Regions from separate parts of the Mus musculus genome. Here region 1 is linked to region 2. Evidence: chromatin contacts called from public ChIA-PET data. All regions are on one chromosome and are shown on one strand. Each heading gives the region's core, a stretch centred on a gene start, on an enhancer-like site or on the middle of the called end of the contact. The rest is flanking DNA. Distances are from core to core; before and after follow the strand shown.

Region 1 (4,883 bases), core at 1,669-4,168, 190 kb before region 2:
TGTATGCACAATGTAATTTTCAATTGTCCCCACAACCTGTGCTAGAGATTGAGTTACCTGAGAGATGGATGCTGGTCCACTGTCAGACCCAAGCAGGGTAGGCAAACCACACCTGGGTGTGATGTCTTCCAGAAGCTGCTTTGCTACTATGTTGGCAGTCCCTTCTTTGTAGGGTAGGCTTCTACCCAGCCTGAAAAGATATCTATAAAAACTAGCAAAGACTTGTATCTATATGTTCTGGGTTTTATTTCTGTATAAGCTATTTCCCAATTAGCCCCTGGCCATTGACCTCTGATTCTGGTTCCTGGAGTGGCCCCTTGACCGGGGCCTGAGGAGTTCACAATCTGGTATGTGGCACAACCTGAGATTACCTGGTCAACTAAGTGTCCTAAGTCAAATATTTTGTAGCTTGTACAGCAGTTCCTTCAGTTTTCCGTGACCCCGGTGTGAAGCTTGGTGAGTCTGATGGATGTATGGCTTAGCAAACTCCTTAGGTAGGACGGTGCAGCCTTCGGAGGTCAGCAACCCTCTGTCTCTTCTGTAAACTCCTTGGCATTTTGCCTGATGTCATTTGTCTTCAGCGGTATATTCCGGAATGGCTGGGAGCACAGGGTGCAGCAAAGCTACCAGGTTGTCAGCAGTAGAAGTTTGGGCTTTATCAGCTAGCCTGTTCCCTCAGGCTATTTCTCGTCCCTTTCTGATGCCCAGAGCAATGAATTATTTGAGAGGAAGCCATAATGTCTCCAATAAAGCAAGTATTCCTTCTTTATTTTTGATGTTTTTTTCCCTTTGCAGTCAATTATCCCCTCTCTTGGTATACGGATCCATGTAATGTACGTGAGCCATAGCAAAGGCATATCTACTGTAGCTATGGCTCCCTTTGTCAGTTTTAAAGCCTGAGTTAGAGCCGTTAGTTCTGTTTTCTGGGCTGAAGTTTCTGGTGGCAAAGCAATTGCCCAAATAACAGAGTCCAAGTCCATTACCTCCACCCCTGCACACCCGATTCCATCTGGGTAAAGCTGCTCCCATCTGTGAAGTAGATACGTTCCACATCTGGCCAGGGTATGTCAGTTAAGTCTGGCCTGGTATTCTGGGTGTGCCTCAGAACTGTGGAGCAACCATGCTGACTGCCTTGCCCTGTAACAAAAGAAAACAACGCACCAGAAACCCTGAGTGGGACAGGAGGAGGAAGTGATTATCCGTGAGGAACGTGCTCTAGTTCGTTGTGAGAGAAGAGGAAACAGGAGGAGATTGGGACTTGTAGAGGGTGGCCAGTGAGGCTGTTTCTGAAAGGTCCTTTGTTAATGAGGGTAGGATTTAAGAGAAGCACTGAGGCGGCCATTGGGGGAGGCGTGGGGCATAGTTCTAGGAGGGGCTGAGCAGGGTGGCTTCCCTGTAAGAGATAGAGGGTGGGTACCCTGTAAGAGATAGAGGGTGGCTACCCTGTAAGAGATAGAGGGCCAGAGGAATAAGAGATTCTGGTGGAGCAATATAGAGTTTGAGTTTTTAGGTATCTTTGGGGGAAATGGAAATGTGTTGAAGATCAGAAATAAAGGCTAAAATTTAACTTGGGAGTGGTTACATAGGTAAAGATGAAGTCATATGGAAGTGGGGAGGTAGAACCTGAGGAAACAAATGCTGTTATTTAAGTTTTTGTTTTGTTTTTTATCTTGACCCAGTGACACATATAAGTGAGTTGCTTTGCTGGAATGAGGCCCACTTGATTATCTGTCTTTTGCAAGTAGAGTGAAAGCAAAATGTGGTTTGTTTTTAATTTAATTTAGGTTTTTTTTTTTAAATTTACTCACTTTACATTCTGCTTACTGCCCCCTCCTGGTCACCCCTCACACATTTCTTGCCCCCTTCCCTTCTCTGAGCTGGGGCGGGGTGGGGGTGGGGGGCTAGGTATCCCCCCATCCTGGCATTTTAAGTCTCTGTGAGGCTCAGCACTTCCTTTCCCACTGAGGCCAGACAAGGCAGCCCATCTAGAAGAACATATCCCACATACAGGCAACAGCTTTTGGCATAGCAAACCCCCTCCCCCCACCTGGTTCCAGTTGTTTGAGACCCCCATAAAAACCAAGTTGCACATCCAGATGAGTGGAAATGTGATTGTTTTGACAGGATCTTGCAGAGTGACCCGCTTGTCTGAAGGCCGTGCGTGCTGGGATTACAGGTGTAGGCCACTGTTGCTTAGCTGGCAAATTAGTTCTTGAGTGCTTTCTACTATGAACAGCAAAGAAGCGAATGTTGACAGTTTACAAAGCCTTTGCTAGTGCACTGGTAAACAGGGACTGTTCAGTTAGTGCTAGGCTCCATTTTACGTATTTCCATCCACTCTGTAAATCCATATTAAAATCTAGGCAAAGACAGCCACTGTATCACATTAGCGAGTATTTTGTTTCTAATACATCTTTTAGTAACAGAAAAACAACACTTTTAGGGGATACTGTTATGGTATGAATGTGAAAAACATGGTACGTTTGACCAGGTACTTCCTTAAAACAATGGAAATACATTTTCTCAACTCCTCTGTGGTTTAAAATGCTTTCAAGGGTTGAAAGAATTTAGATAATTTGTTTTACAGAGAGATAAGGGTCTGACATTTAACACAACCCAGGTGCATGTGGTTTCTTAAAAAATGTCAAAAAGATCACATGACTTTAGTGTACTAAGTCAGAAAAACAAGCTCGTGAATGTTTTAACTGAAATGGAGCATAAAAATTTCCTTAACAAAAAGCCAGAATTTATTACAAAATGATTATGTATTTCTATTTTTGTTAATGATAAAATTAATAACATCTTGTTACATACTTTACTAAATTCTTATTTTAAAATAACTCCATCTGCAGCCTAACTGTATTCTTGTTCTACTCTGCAAACTGAAATACAGCATGGATAGTGCTTTACTTGTTTGTTTTGTGACAGCGTCTTGATAGAGAGCCCTGGCTGGCCTTGAACTTGGAACAGACCCTTGCTACACTCTTAAGTGTTTAGCTCACACACAGGCACTACCACACCTGGCTAACTCATGCTTTAATATGTATGTTTTTAACAGTGGTTTAATATTATGAATTTGTCTCAAATGCTAGTAAGAGAGACTTATCATGAATCATTTTCTCTGTAAAGCTGTTCATCTGCCTTAATAAATGCTGTCTATCCAAAGCACCCACACCTTAGCTAATGTCTGCTTGAAGGAATGTGGCTTAAAGGCTTGTTTGTAACAAAGAAACTACATGTTTCACTTTCTTTTTTTTTTTTTAAAGATTTGTTTATTTATTCATTTTTTTTATATGAGTACACTGTAGTTGTCTTCAGACACACACCGGAAGAGTGCATCGGACCCCATTGCTGATGATGGTTGTGAGCCACCATGTGGTTGCTGGGATTTGAACTCAGGACCTCTGGAAGAGCAGTCAGTGCTCTTAACCACTGAGCCATCTCTCCAGCCCCCATGTTTCACTTTCTCAGCTTGCTTTGTTTTATTCTCTAAATCACCTTTCTGAAACACTATTACTATTTAAAAAACTGTACAGGCAGGAAATAAATTGTCTCCCTGTCCTCACATGGTGGGTGAGTATTCGGAAGGGAGGTCTGTAAACAAGGAAATGGTGATACAGCCACCTTAAGAGGCCCTCAGCTCAAAAGCCAAGGGAGGAGGAGGGTGAACACATCCCAGGTCCACATCCTACAGCACAGCTAAAGGCCCAGAGTCACATCCTGTGCAACTCAATGGGAGCTGGCACTACAGAATTATTTCTGTCTACAACTCAGCAAAGTATACTCTTACTGACAGTTGTGAGTGTATGATAATTTATAAATTAAAATATATTAATTTCCCCTTTGCACAAAATATAAGTATAATAATGGAAATTAGAAAGCACATACTAGTTTTCTATAATCCTAACTACATTCTTTGTTTTAATTTAAATGTTTTGAGAATTTTATACATGAGTATAGTACATTTGCTTCATTTCTTCCCTGATCATCTACCCTCCCCTACTCCTCCCACACCCCCTCCTTTGAAGTCATGACCTGTTCTGTAATTATTCTTAGTTTTGTTTTTTACGTTTTGTTTCTAACAGTGTCTCACTGTACACCATTGGCTGATATCAAACTCAATATGTAGATCCAGCTGGCCTTGAACTCACAGAGATCTGCCTGCCTGTAACTTCAGAGTCCTGGTAATAAAGGCATATATCGCCTTCATGTGTGATGTTGTTGTTGCTGTGTGTATACAAAATGTACTGTTGTGTTTGTACACAGCCTACTGAGTTCCTTTAGGATTGCTTATATGCCAATCACTCCAGACTGCATAACTATCAGAGGCTCCTTTCTGCAGAAAATGTATTTTTCCTCTCAACAGCCATTGCCCGTCTTGTAGCTCTTCATTTAGGGGTAGGATGTGATGAAATTTTTCCTCATCCACATTGGCATGTGGACTGGTTGGTATACAGGTGTAGACTACCATACTGTTTAGACTTCATGGCTGCAGTCATGTCTAGAAGACAGTATTGTCCATTAGGTGTCCTGATCCTCTGGCCCTTACCGTCTTCCTATCTCCTCTTCTCTAATTTTGTCTTGGCTTTTGTCCTTTTTTTTTTTTTAATTTTTTATTATATATTTTCTTTATTTACATTTTAGATGTTATCCCCTTTCCTGGTTTCTCCTCTGACAACCCCCTATCCCCATCCCCTCCCCCTGCTTCTTTAAGGGTGTTCCCCCACTCACTCACCTACTCCTGCTTCTCCAGCTTGGCATTCCCCTACACTGGGGCATCGAGCCTTCACAGGACCAAGGGCCTCTCCTCCCATTGATGCCAGACAAGGCCATCCTCTGCTACATATGCGGCTGGAGCCATGGGTCCCTTCATGTGTACTCTT
Region 2 (5,026 bases), core at 754-3,253:
GGCTCTTGCAGCCTCAGCTGCTATCTAAGACGTACTCTTGCCCTGTTGGAAACTGCACAGGAAAAAGGAAAAACCCAGGAAGAAACAGACAAGAATCCCCGAGAGACTGACTGTCCAAAGCCAAGCTGTACCAACGACTCTAGCTACCACCGTGGCCATCCTGGTGGTGGTGAAAGGTGCTGGCATTCTATCTCCAGCCCACACGGCACTGAGCAGAAACACACCAATCCTGGACACCTTGTTGTGAACCTTCGAGTGGTATCCACAGGAAATGGTGGCTGTTTTCATTCCCTTTGTATTGGGTGGGTTGTCGGACTGCTATATAGATCACTGGAGAAAAACTTTGAACAGAGAGTTGGAAAAATAACTTCTCTGAGCAAGATCAGTGAGTGGCTTTCCAAGAAAATCAGATAGCTCAGCTCGGGCAGCAGAGAGGTAGTGGGGAAGGGCAGGTTACCAGACTTCAGAGAAGGGCTGGCCTGAGATGGAGTCACAGTTTTACCTACATTCTGAGCTTTCTTGGTTCATTCCTTAGAGGCTTCATGTCAAATGCTAAAGTGCAGGGGGCTTGGTTAGGAGTCCACTTGGAGAGGCAATATCCTGCCACTGCTGGAGTCCTTGGCAAACAGGTAGGTGTAGAGGTAGAGATATGGCTCAGGGCTTAAGTGAGCCTTCCAGAGGACTCAAGTTGGGTCCCCACCACCCACATCAGGTGACTCACAGCCACCTGTGACTCCAGCTCAAAGGGATCTGATCCCTTCTTCAGACTTCCATGGGCAGGTACACGTATGTCATATATTCACACAGACAGGCACATATACACAGAAATAAAAGGAATGAATGAATGAATGAATGTTTTGGTGGTGTAGGGAGTGGACCTGCTATACAAATGCACTGACTGATGAGCTTCCATGAGCTAGGTTCACCCAGTCCTTCACACAACTGCATTTGTATTGAGGGCCTTTTCCCCGTTAATTCTCAGCTACTGATCAGAGCAAAAGCAAGTACTCCCCTAGCCGAGCCCCTTCTTATCTTAGCTCATGCACCCTCTTCGTCTTGCATGTGTGCTTGTCTTTGATTTCTGTTTCTCCTCCTAGCAGACAGAAGAGAACTTTAGGCTCAGAGTACTCAGCGAGCATCAGGAGACTTGAGAGACTCTCGATGCGATCCCTTCACATCTGTTAGTTTTTCTTGTATTTCTTTTTAAGGGCCTATTGCTTGCTTCTTTTTGAGTTTGATATAAAGATTTTCCAGAAAAGAAAGGAAATGAGCTAGTTTTTAAAATTATATTGGGTACCAGAAATGGTACAAGTGGTACAATTTGACAAGACTAGGATGAGGTCCCAGGTGACTGGCACAAAATGCTGCCCCATTGACCGATGTCATCCAAGCTTTGTCTATGGGCCTCACTTTGAGCTGTCAGAATCAGGAGAAGCTGACAGAGCCCCTGAGTGTGTGTACTCTCCTCCTGTGTACACTACAGTAGCCTTGAACTCAGCAGAGAGAGGATGGGGTACCCGGAGGGGTTAACAGGGTCGACCCTAAGCCCGTAATGTGCAGTTAGTTGGTAGATCCCTCAACAGTGGCCCTGGAGCCTCCACACCTGTCCTGGGACTCCTGCCCAGGCCTTGTGTCGGCTCAGCTCTCTCTGACCTTCCCCCTGTCTGCAGCTCCTGCCTCCCTAATGCGCTCAGCACTTTTAGCTGTTCTGTGATAGTCTCTGAGGGCGCAAGGATGAGAGCCTTGCCGAAAATGTGCATCTTCTGCAGAAAAGGGCCACAGAACACTTAGAGAGGAAAAAGGGCAAAAGATCAAAGCGGTCTGGAACAGAAAGGGGAAGAAGGGGCTATAAAATTTGAATGAAGAGCCTGGAAAAAGCAGGGATAAGGTAGAAAAGGCTTTGTTTGTAGTCAGAGCAAAGAGGAGACAGGGGAGGAGGAGGAGGGGAGCCCTTCCAAGGAAGAGGCTTCTTAAAAGCTTGTGATGTTGATTTCCTCTGATCAAAGCATCCCAGCTTACCCACACTGTTGATCTCCGGTGCTGAACGAAACTGACATTTTCTTCTGGCACATACTGTTTCTGTGGCCCCTTCATCTTCCTGGGTGTCACCTCCTCTGGGAAATCTCAACTCACAGAATCTAAAACAGAACTCTTCCTTGCTCTCTAGTTCTGATCTCTCCCTGGGTTTCTTTATTATTTGTCAAGGGTTGATTTCATTTAGTCATTGCTGACTGACATTAGATAGTAACCCCACAAAGGCAGGCACTTCTCCAGTCAGCTTTGTTTCCGCATCCAGACAGACTTCAGGAAACAAATGTCTGGAGAACTAATCCCACCAGTTAATGTGTCAAGGCTCCCTACATGTCTAAGACAATAATACTGGGAATGAACGATGGATCAGACAGGAAATGCCCCTAATATTTTATATAACATGACTTGTTTCAGAGGGCTCGCAGTGTGCTAGACACTCTATATGTTGTGCTTTATTTAATAACCAGAGGCACTGTGCAGGTATAACATACTAAGCAGCAGGTGCTACACACACTGACTTACCTAAGCAGCACAGAGAGATTAAAGGCTGTGAAGAGCTGAGAGCCAGGAAGCTGCAGAGGCTCAAATCATACAAAGGTGGGAGTGGCTTACTCCATAGCCCAATCCTGGAGCAGTGCTCTCTTAGCATCCTACTGTGAGCACAGCAGAGTAGTAATGATCTTTGTTGTCCAAACATCCTTTAGTGGGACTGAGGACCTGGGTCCAGGTAGGGCCCCGGGGAGAATCTAGTTTTCTTTTAGGTTGCCATCTGACGGATATCTGGTCCAATGTTCATCTATCTAGGGCATGAGAGAAGGGCAGGGCAAAGGAGAGCTTCCCTGAGAGGAATCCATGGGGAAGTTTACAGAATCCAGGAAGCAGGTGGAGAGTTTCATGGAGCCATGTTCCCTCTTGTGTTCATGGGTGTATCCATGTCCTACGAGCATCAGCCCTATGGGGTGGTAACAGGCTGGGACTTCTTGCAAAGCTCTCCTGGGCCGAATAGTTCTCTGTGAGCTTTCGTCTTAGGTGAGAACTTATGGCAGTAACAGAGCACTCTAGTGTCTGTGCTCCTGTTTGTCGGCCCTCAGGGCTGTCAGTTGTCAGAGTCACATTTTCCAAGTTCACAGTTACAAGATAGAGGCTGGTCTCTTGACTGAGCCCAGCTACTGCAGCAGACTTTCACGGGGCTCACCACTGAGAGGGAGTTCAAGTTTACCTGTGACAGACAGCAGCTTGAGAACCATCTCAGAGGGTGTGTCTTCCTAACGCTTGCTTCTCTGCTTGCTAAATCCGTTCTGACTCCTCCAAGTGCCAACATCCATCCATCACTCCCTTCCAGTATTTACCATGTCTACCTTAGTGTGCATGGGCAAGGCACGGGCAAGGCTTTGTCCCAGAACTACTTTTGAAACAGTTAGTGATGATGGAATTAAATCTGTGCTCATGCCTGCATACTCTCCAGTGGCTTTTTGAAACATACCTAATGTTGGTATTCTGTCTAAACTCTACTCCCACAATTACCTGGCAACAGCCAGATAGGCCTAGCCCACTATAAAAGGGGCTGCCTGCCTCCTCCTCTCTCTCTTACTCTCTTGCCTTTCTCTATTGTCTCTTGCCCTCTTGCTCCCCCTCTCTCCCCATTCCCTTTCATCCTCTCTCCACGTGGTCATGGCTGGCCTCTACCTCTCTACTCTCTTCTTCTCTCTGCCTTTCTCTCTGCCTCTTTTACCCTCTTAACTCCCCTCTCCATGCCCAGAATAAACCCTATTCTATACTATACCGTCGTGTGGACGGTCCCTCAGGGGGAAGGGATGCCTTGGCATGGGACCACTGAGGCACCTCCTTCCCCCACACCTCACCACACCCCAACAGAACATATCTTAATATTCCTTTATCTTTTTATAATCACAACACCTATGAATGAATTATAAATATGCAGGAAAGCAGGTATTTTTGTATTTATCCTGCTGGGCAGGTCTTATTCTCCTGTGTCATGCTAGGAGATTGAGGCTTAGGATAGCCAAGGAACATGTCACAGTCTTGTGGGTACCCAGCAGTGGCAATCTGAACCTAGGGGACCTCTGACCCTGGAGCTCAGTGAGCCAGGTCCTGCTGCTTGACTCTCAGGCTACTTCCATTTAGTTCTGTTTGGGAGCTTCTCAGCAAAGAAAGCCCTGAGTACTTCAAGAAGAGCAGAGACCAGATGAATGACGAAGGTTAATCAGGGTAAGACAGTTCAAAGGCAATGCTCTCCAGTGTGAAGAAAGCAGACTGGAACTGTCACAGGCATCGGACTTTTGGGAGGAAGTTATTGGATGCAAGGCTTTTAAAACGTAGTTGAGGGAGGCCAAGAAACATAGAGAAAGCGTGGATCTGAAGGAGGAAAGTATCCTATACAAGGCACGCGCGAACCAGCCTGAGACACCAGGAGACAGGAAAACAAAGACAGAGCCACCACCACCAAAACCAACCAGACAACATGAAGGCTTTGCAGGGAGATGAGCAGTATGGAGCTGTAGGGCAGGAGTCCATGGAAGAGCATGCTGGGAGTCTGGGCTCGTCTTGAGGCAGGCCAGAGCCATGGAAGTAGGAAGCATGAGCCTCTTGTTTATGGGGAGAGAGAGATCGAACAGTTGGGGTGTGTTGTTTTGTTTAAAAGAGGGCTCTATCTTCAGTGAGAATCACAAGAACACAACTCAGGAAACACACCGTGATGGTGGCTGACCGACACCATGATGAACCGGTCCTTCCTAAGCTAACCTCCCTTGCCTCTCTGCTTCTCCTAACCTTGAGTTGAGAGTGTATTCGTGTACTGTGTAAATCTTGTGGACTGGGGACAGTGATGTCACCCAGCTTTACCTCAAGTCATCTTCCAAGCTCCACTTACCTCATCTGTGTAAGATCCATCCTGGGCCAGACATGCTCTAATGGTCACGTTGGTGGGCCAAGGCAATGGAGAACTCCTAATTTATATGCCAGCCACGTTCTATCT

The links. ChIA-PET counts read pairs in DNA pulled down with a chosen protein or histone mark.
Region 1: a contact with region 2 is called in an RNA polymerase II ChIA-PET map of memory CD8 T cells, with 1,210 read pairs. The contact joins two enhancer-like sites. A contact is called at or near these places in 4 of 484 Hi-C or Micro-C datasets (CD4 T cells and regulatory T cells) and 7 of 115 datasets of contacts at active chromatin or transcription factors (T-cell acute lymphoblastic leukemia, Th17 cells, memory CD8 T cells and 2 more).

What each region holds. Positions count from the first base shown.
Region 1 is chr3:68,972,551-68,977,433 of GRCm38.p6, reverse strand. The region is part of intron 5 of Ift80 (intraflagellar transport 80); the gene reads left to right. Among named protein-coding and RNA genes, the nearest start is that of Ift80, 30 kb to the left of the region's middle. Within about 2 kb of position 2,918, at least 37 of the 459 cell types and tissues checked have an H3K27ac peak or open chromatin away from gene starts, as enhancers often do. A contact at or near this core is called in T-cell acute lymphoblastic leukemia, memory CD8 T cells, regulatory T cells and 1 more, where this site is marked.
Region 2 is chr3:68,784,563-68,789,588 of GRCm38.p6, reverse strand. No RefSeq gene overlaps it. Among named protein-coding and RNA genes, the nearest start is that of Gm35584, 26 kb to the right of the region's middle. Within about 2 kb of position 2,003, at least 41 of the 459 cell types and tissues checked have an H3K27ac peak or open chromatin away from gene starts, as enhancers often do. A contact at or near this core is called in T-cell acute lymphoblastic leukemia, memory CD8 T cells, regulatory T cells and 1 more, where this site is marked.